Linked DNA regions of Mus musculus: all the other regions are linked to region 3. The links are chromatin contacts, called in public HiChIP or PLAC-seq maps. All regions are on one chromosome and are shown on one strand. The core of a region is the stretch at or near the end of the contact, and the rest is flanking DNA. Distances in the headings are between cores, read along the strand shown.

Region 1 (3,686 bases), core at 550-3,049, 240 kb before region 3:
TAATAATAAGTAAAATAAAAAATTTAAACGAAACCCCTAAATCTAACCTAACATCAGGCCATTTGTAATGAGAAGAAGAGAAAGAGGAGGAAGAAGAACACGCTATAAATTCAGTTGAAAGGGGGATTTGAAAGCTAGAAGATAGCAAAAGTATATATTTTTAAATTAACTCAATAAAGTGTGGCTTTGGAATGGTGAGTTGTGTGATTGTATTATTGAATTCAACTTCTGTGGAGTTTTGTACAGGGGGAATGTAGACTTTAAATATCCTCTTTATGGCCTGGGCTTCCTATGGATGGTGTAGGTTAGGGGTGGAGAGAGACAGCCTGAGTATCAGCCCTTACTTATCTTAGGCCATATGGTGCTGCTGTAACAAAATACCCGAGGCTGGTCAGTTTACATTGAAGACAAATTTGTTTCTCACAATCTGGGAGGCTAAGTCCAAGACCAAGGGGCTAGAATCTGGTGAGGATCTTATCTTTCATCTCCTAGCAGTGGACAGTAAAAGGAGGGGAAGGGGAGGGGAGATGGGCAAAACATGGGAGCAAAGCCCAGAGCTTTTGGCATTGGTGTTAATCTAGCCCTTATGCCCAGAACACCTCCCCCTGTTGCATTCGGATTAACTTTCCAACACAGAGATTTGAGGAGATGCAGTCATCGTAACCCTGTAGGCCGATGACACGTTTATCAACAGTATCCATATGTACTCAGCAAAGTCTCTCTCTCTCTCTCTCTCTCTCTCTCTCTCATACACACACACACACACACACACACACACACACACACAGTGTAACTCGCAAAGCATCATAAATCAGCCTGTTCCCTTTTTACTTTCCATGTTCCCGTTAAATGTATACTGCTGTGCTTGTTCCGCTCCTGGGCCCTGGATGAAACCTTACAAGCCAGTGTGCTTGGGCAATAAATAACCAGCAATAAATGGCTTGCTGGGCAAGTGATTGCTACACTGTTGGTGAGTCCTGCTGGGGGAGTGGGCGACAGCTTCTTTCCTCTTTGGTCCATATCTTCGAGTCCCTCGCTTTGCCATCCTGTTTCATAGCACCACAACGGCTGGGACTGGGAGGACATCCTGTTTAGTGAGGCTTGGGATGATGGACCACCTCTCTCAGCCGTTGTCCATTTGCGGCACTGATGGAGTCACGGAGTCACGGCAGGCTCGCCACTGGTTGTCCTCTGAAGCCGTGTGCCTCCGGACTTGCTGTTGGTCCCTCAATGGAAGGTGGGCTTCTTCAGAAAAATTAACTCTTCTGAGATCTTCCTGTGAGGCCTCCTGGGGCCTCACACCGAGCTCAGCTTTCTCTAGATATCTCACCCTTCTGAGAGGTTACCAGGAGAGTTCTATTACCACACCACACCCCAGTTTTTCTCCATCACTTCTCTGCAGCAAGCCAGCACAGATGGGGCTTGACCCAAGTCATCCTCACCTTTGTCTCCAGTGTCTAGATTAGGGTCATTGAATGGTAGCAATCCCCTAAGTGTCCCCAACTTCCTCCGTGAAGCCACCCCTGCCTGCCCCTGGCCTCCCTTTCTGCCTCAGAGCTTAAGAAGGTGACTCCCTCGAAAGCCCATCAAAGCAGGCTGGGGCGTGTCCTGGGACCTGGGGCTGAGAGAAACCTGGTCCTCCCTCCCAAGGTCCCCACTGACCTCTTTGTGATTCTGAATGTCCTAAGGCCTCAGTGAAGCTCAGACCCAAACCGAACTCCCAGCTCACGGCTGGTGAGGCGAAAGCAGGATCTCAGCGTAGGCGCTAAACTTGACTTCCTGGAGGATGTTCCCATAATGCACAGCAGAGGGCTCTGGTCCCAAACGTAAAGGCTACAGTTTCCCTGGACTGAAAGCTCTCAGCCCACTCCTGTCAGCTCAGCCTCCCCTCCTCCCTTTTCATTAATCTATTACACAGCGGCTCACAATGCTGAGGAGACCATTCCAGAGACTTACTTGTGTCACTACACGGGTAATTAAATTGTGTAGATTTACATTTTAATTACATACTCCTTTGTTTCTGCTTCCTTTTTTTTTTTTTCTTTTTCCAAGGGATAATACACGCATCCCCAGGAATCAATAACACCCTCGATGGGGTGAAACCTGGTACTTCTGTTCCACGAACTGCAAAATCTTACCTATTATATCTGTGTGTGCACCTCCAGAAGACAGCAATGAATGAATGAATGAATGAGTGAATGAATGAATGAGTGAATGAATGAATGAGTGAATGAATGAATGTATATACATCACAAGCAAATAAATGTCCAGCATATTTGTAATACTCTAATCCCACAGAAAAGGGATCAATTAAGACAAAAATACCTTAGAAGGTTCACTTGAGGAGCTAACATTCTAAAAATAAAGGTTTAGAAACATTGAATGAAAGAGGGAGAGTGGATTAGGAAATGAGAATGCCACAGCTGGAGAGATGGCTCAGTGGCTAAGAGCACTGACTGCTCTTCCAGTGGTCCTGAGTTCAATTCCCAGCAACCACATGGTGGCTCACAACCATCTGTAATGGGATCTGATGCCCTCTTCTGGTGTGTCTGAAAGCAGCCACAGTGTACTCATATACATAAGATAAGTAATTTAAAAAAAAATGATAATGTCACTACAGCATGCCAGAACTTAGGGATGTTTAATCAGTTCTTCTAGAATTTGGGGTGTAGCATTCTTCTGCCCAGCCTCTGCCTAGCCTCAGCAATACCTGATTCAGTCATTGCTCAGTATGGATCCACACCCCAAAATGGAAAGTCTACCGTTCCACTCTGTCCCCAAGTGTCCTCTGGCTCCATCGGCATTTCCACCCTCTTCTTCCCTATCTCACCCATAGGTCGCTGTGGGGCCCCAAGGTACTAGATCAGGTCTCACTTTGTAGGGAATACATAGGTGTGGAACTTACGGTTGCTTGCTCTCTCTCATCTGCCCTCCTTCATTTGGCGGCTGCAGGAACGGTATAAGCAGGCACAGCTGCTGCCTGAGCTGCCAGGAAACCTTGGCATTGTTTGCTGTATATTTGCTGGGCAGGCGTGTAGCATGCATGAGCTGTGGGGCCCCAGAGACTTCCACACCAATTTCAAAGGCAAGTCAGGTTGTATGTGGCCAGGTTGGAATCCCTGCCGGCAACCCTGAAGGTACCGTGTATTAGGATGGGGTGAGGGGCTAAGACAAACTGCAGTGGGGATTCCAGGGGATTAGAGATGCCAGGGTTGTGAGCATCTGCCAAGGAAAGCTACAGGTGGCAAGCTGAGTCAGCCCAGGATGGAGATAGAACTGCAGCTGGAAAGAAGTATGGCGGACTTTTCAAGACGTGAAAAGGCGCTATTCCAACATGTGACCAACTCTTCAGAGGCCTGCATCCCGCTAGTGTGACCCTTCCACGCATGAGACCATAAGGTCATGCTCTCTGCTTCCTGTCTGTGGGTCAAGATGTGAGCTCTCAGCTCTTCTTGTCTCTATGCCTTCATCTCACCATTGCGAACTCCAACCCTATGCAACGTAAGACCAAGTAAATGCTTTCTTTTATAAATCGCCTTGGTCTTGGTGTTTTGATCACAGCAACAGAAAGGTAACTTGGACAGCTGGGACCCTTAGATAAGGATGGAGTAGGTTTTGTGCTATGAGCTGAGAATGGGACTTTGGGGGCAGGTTTGGATCAGCATAATTTGGATCTGGAATGTCTT
Region 2 (3,726 bases), core at 1,108-3,607, 210 kb before region 3:
CACTGCCCACAGAAGCCTAGTTTCCAGTAGGCTCTGTTCTTTATAAATGATGTTAAAAATTGCTGAGTAAGTATCCTGGGGGCTCAGGGTAAGAGAGGTGCTGAGGTAACTGAGGAGGCAGAGGGAGCAAGGGGATGTTGTCTGAGAGGAGCGGCTGAGCGTCCCATGCTGCTAAAAAAAGGCCAGTGGACAGGGCCTGACATCCTCTTAATGGGGTGGGGAAGACACAGGCTAATCCCAGGGCAGAGGACTCACTGAAGCCCATTATGAAGGGTGGTAGATTGCTCAGCCAGTTGTGTGGAATTGTGTTCTAATTGCACATGGCCTTGTAAAGTGGGAAGCTGGCTGAAGAGGGGAGGACTATGGGAAAGCCATTATTGGTGGTGAGGTGAGACTTTCTGGTGGTGTGGTGGTGGGTGCATTGTGCTGGTTAGCTTTTGTCAACTTGACACAAGCTAGGGTCATCTGGAAAGAGGACACCTCAGTTGAGAAAATGCCTCCATTAAATTAGGTTTTTAAGCAAGTCTGTGGAGCCTTTTCTTGATTGGTGATGGTTGTGGGGAGGGCCCAGCCCACTGTGGACAGTGACACTCCTGGGTTGTATAAGAAAGTGCTGGAGCAAGCTACCTGGAGCAAGCCAGTAAGGAGTGCTTCTTCTTGGCCTCTGCTTCTTGGTTGTTGCCTTGACTTCCTGCCCTGATTTCCCTCAGCTGTAGACCTCGGGGGTGCAGGCCAAATCAACCCTTTCCTCCCCCAAGTTGCCTTTGGCTGTGATGTTTTAGCACAGCAATGGAAACACAAACCCAGACATCCATGTTCTGAAGGTGACATCAAGGCCCTCGCTGGCTCCCCAAGTTGGACTGACTGAATGGAATACTCTTTGGTTTGTCATTGGTGCCTTAGGGGGAGGGGAAATGGGGACACATCTGTTTAAACGTCCCTGCAAACACCCTGTTTCAAAATAGGCAGCAAACAAAGAAATAAACAACCCACCACAAAGAGGATGCTCACAAGACTACGGAGGACAATAAGAGATAATAATGTGAATCTGATAGGGTCGTATGAGGCTCCCACAGAGCAGCAAAGGACCTGGGGTCCAGAATGGTGCTGCAGACAAGGGTGGCTACCCTATGTTCCAGCGTAAAGCTATTTTGGAACACGGCCATATGCTTTATCCTGGGTGGCTTTCGATAAAACAAAGACAGAGACTGGCTGGAAGCAGGCAGTATGTGAACCTATTGGAAGTGTGACTGGCCGGCCCCTGCACAGGCCTTATTAGCACTGTGATTGTGGGAGGGGAGCTTTGCTTCCTGGGCACCATCCTGTTCACCAGCTGATAAGAATCCGCTTCAATTCAATTCAATTGCAGGAGTCAATGTAACTGTGCCTGTAAAACTGCTTCAAAGACAGTAAAAGGTAGCCATTATTTCCATCTCTCTGCTGAGCGGCCAGCCGAGTCTCTACAGAATGGATAACAAAATGTCTGTCTTCTGGCATTGTCCTAAGGATCTGCTAAGAGAAATGATTAAAAAAAACAAAATTTGGAGTTAAACAGGGAGATAGCGTCTTGCTGTATAGTCACCGGTTGTATAGTTAGTTGGTCCCATAAGACCCCTAGTCTTTTCTTCTGCAACTGGGGATCGCATACTAGCCCTCCCTACCAGCCTGCTGTGAGCTTTAAGGGAGATGGCAGGAGTGAGTCCTTGGCGCTGTGCCCGGCCTTGTTAGATCCGCAGGTGCGGTGACGAACGCCACCTCCCACGGATCCCTACCAACAGCACAGCTGAGCTGTACCCCTCTGCCTCTGCTCAGCGCCCACGGTCAGCCCTGGGTGCCGGTATAATTAGCTCCATCTCCGTAGTGAGCAGCCGCGGCTGCTCATAGCCTCTGACACGACTGTCACCTCCCACTCAGTTCCCTAAATCAGCTATTCCCATCGTTGAGTCGGATCAGGTGAGCATCACCAGAGGATAGCTTGCTCCTTACAACAATGGGTCTCAAGGACCCAGAGCGCGCCCCCTCCCCGCCCCTCCAACCTCCTTCACCCGGAGGCTGTGTACAGAAATAAAAGAGAAAAAAAGTTTGGGTGGGGAGCAGCCTCTAGTGTCTGCTGGGAAATCACGTTCCTTTAGACCCAATAGCCTGCAGAAGAATGGTAGTCTGTCTCTTTAAGAGGCCTCCGCGGAGGGGAGGGGCCAGCCGGCGTCGCTCCAGCCCGCGCCCTCAGTTAGGCCCGCCTCCCTTTTATTGACAGACAAACAACCCAGTGAAAGCGAGACTTTTCATCTTGACAGCAAAGCGGAGCAATAGAAGCCCGGGCCGCCCTTCGCAGGGCGGGGCTTCAGGAGGGCGGGGCAGACGGGGCCAGTGGAGCGGCGGCGGGACGCGGGCGCGGAGCTGGGCCTCGGCGGGTGCCGGGTGAGTGAGGGACGCTCGGGGCTCGAGGCAGAGAGACAGAGTGTTGAGGGTTGGGAGCCGGGGACCGAGGTTGGGGTTGAGGCGGAGGGCAGCGTCTGCCCGACCTCCAAGCCCGGGCACGGTGCCGATCCGGTAATCCCCCTGCGGTCGGTACCGGCCCTCTTTCCTTCTCCACTGCCCGGCTTCGGTCCAGGCCGCTCTCATTCGCTTCTTCCCGCAGCATTGCAATGCCCGGGGTGCTCCGGTGCTGGTTTCCACCCTCCCCTTTTTCCGGGCCCTGCAGATCTGGTCCTTCGCCGCCCTCCCTAGGCTTAGGCTGCTCCCGGCCTGGTTCTGTTCCTTCTCCATCCCTCGCTCTGGCCACCCTCAGAGTCCGCCGCCCCTACGTCTAGTCTAGTAAACTTTTTTTCATCTTCCCAGTCTTCCTTCCGAAGGCTTCCGGGGTCCCGAGTTCTGACCCTGGTGCGACACTCTGAACATTCTGGTGTCCCTACACATCAGTAGCTTTCAACAGTTTGAAAGTGTTGATTGACGTCTGCCTGTCCCAGCAGGTAGGAATGCCCAGGAGGAAGAAGACCTTACCTGATGTTGCTCCATGCACCCACAGCGTCTCAGCAGGCCAGACACTATAGATGTTTACTAAATGAATGAACGAAGGGCTAGAGTTTGCCTGGGGGATGCAGCCGCAGCCCCTGACATCCCATCTGTTGTGGGTGGAAGCCACCTTTTGGAATGCTTTCTGTGTGCCGGGCACTAGGCCAACCTGGGCTCTCCAAAAGAGAAATAATGCAAGTCACATTTGTTAATTAAACTTTTCTAACAGTCACATCTCAGGAATGTAAAATATGTAAGTGGAATAATTTACTCATGCTTTAGTTAATACATTTCAGATTATAATTAGGAATTCACATAACCAATGTAAAATCACGTTAATGGAGTTGTTGACTGTTTGTGTGTGTGTGTGCTAACTTCTTGAGCTCTGGTGTGCCTCACTCTTGGGACAGCACTTCTTGCTTCTCAGAAGAAGCACGGCAGCCATTTGTCAAGTGGTCGGTCAGTAACCACATTGCTAGGGTGGCTGCCTTGGCTGTGAAGTGCTCAGTAGTGTGCAAATGTGAGGGCGTTTAGTTCGAGTTGTGGTCTTTTGAGGAGACTATCATTATTTGCATTTACAGATTAAAAATAGCAAAGATCCTAAAAGAGTTTACCTGCCCAGATTCATTCTACCGTTTGGAGCAAAAGAGACAGGGCTGGTTCAAGAAGGGGTTTCTCTGTGTAGCCCTGGCTGTCCTGGAACAATCTCTGTAG
Region 3 (3,415 bases), core at 369-2,868:
CCAGGGACACACCAAGCATATTTTAAAAATTCTCTTGTCTACTATTTCCCTTTTTAAAATTGTTGTTCTCCATAAAGAGAAGCATGGCTGTTTGGCTGCATGACCAAGTGTATCAGCCCCTTTCTCAGATGAAGAAACAGAGACTCACAGGTTAAGTGGCTTGGCTAAGAAGACCCAGATGGCCTTCTGACATGAAATTAGCTCTTCTTACTCTGTGTCTCCACCTCTGCTCTGCCACCTGCCATGAAATAAAACTGGGGACAACAACTTAGGGCTCCTGGGACAAAGTCTTGAGACACTGGGGACAATGGCACCAGAAGCCATTTGAACTCCAGTATCGCTGGTGAGAAGAGATGTGAACAGCCTGTGGCTGCTGCCACAGCCAACCAAGTGCTGACTGTAGACAGAACAGCCAGAGTTAGGGGTTCTCCTGGGACCACGCTCACTAGCCCTGCCCAGTCCCCCACGAGATGACACCCCTCCCCTTGTGCTGCTACACCCCTTCAGATCCCCCACAGAGGCCCCGAACAGACTCTGCCCAGCCAGGAGTACAGCCCCTCCTTCCCCACCACAGCCCACAGCTCAGAAACCCTTTTTTTCCAGAGGGTGCACTTTACAGCGGTTTCATTTTCCAAGGCAGTGCAAACAAATTTCTGCCTAATTGCCCACAAACGAAGAAAGTGCACATCAGTGCTCTAAAGGTGACGGGCTGAATCGCTGATCAGGTCTGGCACATCTGTCGCCCGCCGCCCGCAAACCCTACCATCTGCTCTCGTGGGCATCCCCTCCACAGCTCCAGGTCTCCAGCTCCAAATGCCGTCCATCTATCTTCTCTACATCTCTCTTGACACCTTCCTTCCCTCCAGCCCTCCCTCAGGGCCTGTCCCCAGCCCCCACGTCCTTCCCTGTTGTAAGCTACCATGTTAGGTGGTGAGCTCCTACCCTGTGCTGTGGCCCTCACAGCTGGCCCTGACCACAGGCCTGGCTGGATCTGTCTGGAGCAGCAAGAAACATCTAATTGCTGCCACGGCGCTTGGCATGTGTCTGTCCATTCGTGTGTCCATCCACCCATCCAGCAAATCCCTCTCAGGTACTAGGCTGTTTCCACAATAGGATTTACCACTGAGCAAAGTTGTTTGTTTGTTTCTTTAATTCTTTCTTGGGGCTTAAGAGATGGCTCAGCAGTTAAGAACACTGACTACTCTTCCAGAAGACCCGAGTTCAATTCCCAGCACACACGTGGCAGCTCACACCCATCTGTAGCTCCAGTTGCAGGGGATCTGGTTCCTCTTCTGGCCTCCATGAGCGTTGAGCACATACGTGGTACAGAGACATACAGGCAGGCAAAACACCCACACGCACAAAATAAAATGAAATTTAAAATTATTATTGATTTCATACATGTATACAATGTATCTTGATCGTGGCCACCCCCAGGCCCCCAGACCTTTCCTACGTGTATCCTTCCCACCTCAGGTCCTCTTTGTGTCTTCTTTATAGCTCACGGAGTTCCACTAGCGCTGCCAGAGCGTGCACCAGAGCGAGGCCATACACTGGAGCGTGGCTGTGTACTGGGCGTGGTTAGCCCACCAGTGGCCACACCCCTGAATAAAAATGACTCCTTTCAGTTTCCACCAATCAGCCAATGACTTTAGGGTTGAGGGTGGGACCTTGTTGGCCCCTCCCCTATCCTTGCCGGGCTATTGACTGGCTTGACCGTGTGGAGCTCTTCACAGAGCTGTGGGTCCAGAAGCCTGCATTCCCCGGCACCCCTCCCCGCCCTCCAGCTCTGACATTCTTCTTTGCCCCCTTTCCATCACATTCTCTGGGCCTTGGTGGAGGGAGGGGGGTAGTGGGAAAGAGAAAGATTATTTTAACTTTAAACGTATGGAGTTTGAGGTTCTCTTGGTCAACCGAGGGGACTGGAAGTTGAATGTACCTGGATTTCAGGGGTGAAAGATGCTGGAGTTATTGGCGGAGGGAAGCTAAAGCCACGGCGTGCAGAAGAGTGCCAAAAGAGGGAATGTTATAAGGGAGTAGGTCCTTGGGAGCTGGGGAAGCAGGAAGGAGAACCTGGCTGGATGACAGAATACAGTGTTAGGAAGGAGGGAGGAGGAGGAGGAGAGAAACAGGAAGTCCTGAAGGCAGATGAAGAAAGACAGAAGCACAGAGAGTAGGTCATTCATTCACTACCCCCCTCAGTTGGGTCTCCAGGCAACTCTTCATTCATTCATTCATTCATTCATTCACTCCATTCAGCAAGCACACATCCCGTGCTTTTCCATGCCAGGCATGAGGCTAGGGAGACATTTTCCAGGCCCCAGAGGATATTCACTGGGGTTAACTTGGCAAGACCCAGCCTGTGGCTGAGATAAGAAAAGGGAAGTCCCAGAGGCAGATCTAGGACCCACTGAGGACCCACAGTTGTCAAGGATTCCCTGCAGCTGCTACTGGTGACGAGGCCACACCGAGAACCAATGGAATCCTTCCCGTGGGGACCTGGAGTGGGGTCGCCTGGGTAGAAATCTCACAGAGAGAACCCTGAGGGTCCTGATCTGAGACAAGAAATAGGAAGCACAGACGTCCGGGGGGGGGGAGGGGCGACGGGGGACAGAGGAGGGCAGGGACAGAGGGTTTCGTCCTTCTTGGGCCTGGTGCCTTCACCCTTCCAGCGCCTAGAACTGAGGATGGAGACTCAAGGGTTAATTCTGGCCCTCAAATTGGGTGACAATCCTTAGCACCGCTCTGCATCACTGAAGCTCAGCCGTCAGGTTGGGGGCTGGAGGGGGGTCCAGGCAGTACCCTACGCTGGGCTCAGCCCTCACTCTGTGTCCCTATGTCTCCTATCCCACCCCACCCCACCCCCACAGTTCTTGCTCTGCTGATCCTCACTCTCAGGCGGCACCACAAGAGCCATCTGAGCTCAGACGTGGATGAAGACATGCGGGACAATGTGATCAAATACAACGACGAGGGCGGCGGCGAGCAGGACACCGAGGCCTATGACATGTCAGCGCTACGGAGCCTCTACGATTTTGGGGAGCTCAAGGGTGGCGACCCGGGCGGGGGCGCGGCCAGTCCCCCGCAGGCTGCTTCCTCTTCTGAGCGCCACTCGCTGCCTCGGGGGCCGTCGAGCCCCGAGCCGGACTTCTCGGTGTTCAGGGACTTCATCAGCCGCAAGGTGGCGCTGGCGGACGCGGACCTATCGGTGCCTCCCTACGACGCCTTCCAGACCTACGCGTTCGAGGGCGCGGGCTCGCCGGCCGCCTCGCTCAGCTCGCTGCACAGCGGCTCGACCGGCTCGGAGCAGGACTTCGCCTTTCTCCGCGCCTGGGGCCCGCGCTTCCGACCGCTGGCCGCGCTCTACGCCGGCCACCGCGGGGACGACGAGGCCCCGGCCTCCTAGCCCCAGCCT

The links. HiChIP or PLAC-seq counts read pairs in DNA pulled down with a chosen protein or histone mark.
Region 1: an H3K4me3 HiChIP or PLAC-seq map of embryonic basal ganglia shows a contact between it and region 3, with 2.4 times the contacts expected there. The contact joins two enhancer-like sites. A contact is called at or near these places in 1 of 15 datasets of contacts at CTCF or cohesin (large pre-B cells), 2 of 484 Hi-C or Micro-C datasets (bone marrow-derived dendritic cells and bone marrow-derived macrophages) and 4 of 115 datasets of contacts at active chromatin or transcription factors (embryonic basal ganglia, embryonic stem cells, forebrain and 1 more).
Region 2: an H3K4me3 HiChIP or PLAC-seq map of neural tube shows a contact between it and region 3, with 4 times the contacts expected there. The contact joins the promoter of Elmo2 here to the enhancer-like site in region 3. A contact is called at or near these places in 2 of 39 promoter capture datasets (embryonic stem cells and hippocampal neurons), 1 of 15 datasets of contacts at CTCF or cohesin (large pre-B cells), 16 of 115 datasets of contacts at active chromatin or transcription factors (SST interneurons, embryonic basal ganglia, embryonic forebrain and 9 more) and 3 of 9 other capture datasets (adipose tissue, liver and pancreatic islet).

The regions. Positions count from the first base shown.
Region 1 is chr2:165,347,809-165,351,494 of GRCm38.p6, reverse strand. Zfp663 (zinc finger protein 663) reads left to right here. Exons shown (of 6, transcript NM_001379474.1): 6 at 1-198. Among named protein-coding and RNA genes, the nearest start is that of Gm29831, 18 kb to the left of the region's middle. Within about 2 kb of position 1,799, at least 5 of the 459 cell types and tissues checked have an H3K27ac peak or open chromatin away from gene starts, as enhancers often do. A contact at or near this core is called in embryonic basal ganglia, where this site is marked.
Region 2 is chr2:165,325,110-165,328,835 of GRCm38.p6, reverse strand. Elmo2 (engulfment and cell motility 2) reads left to right here and starts at 2,357. Exons shown (of 21, transcript NM_080287.2): 1 at 2,357-2,418.
Region 3 is chr2:165,112,149-165,115,563 of GRCm38.p6, reverse strand. It overlaps Cdh22 (cadherin 22), which reads left to right. Exons shown (of 12, transcript NM_174988.3): 12 at 2,871-3,415. The coding sequence ends at 3,406. Among named protein-coding and RNA genes, the nearest start is that of Gm36690, 8.1 kb to the right of the region's middle. Within about 2 kb of position 1,618, at least 33 of the 459 cell types and tissues checked have an H3K27ac peak or open chromatin away from gene starts, as enhancers often do. A contact at or near this core is called in embryonic basal ganglia, embryonic limb bud, neural tube and 1 more, where this site is marked.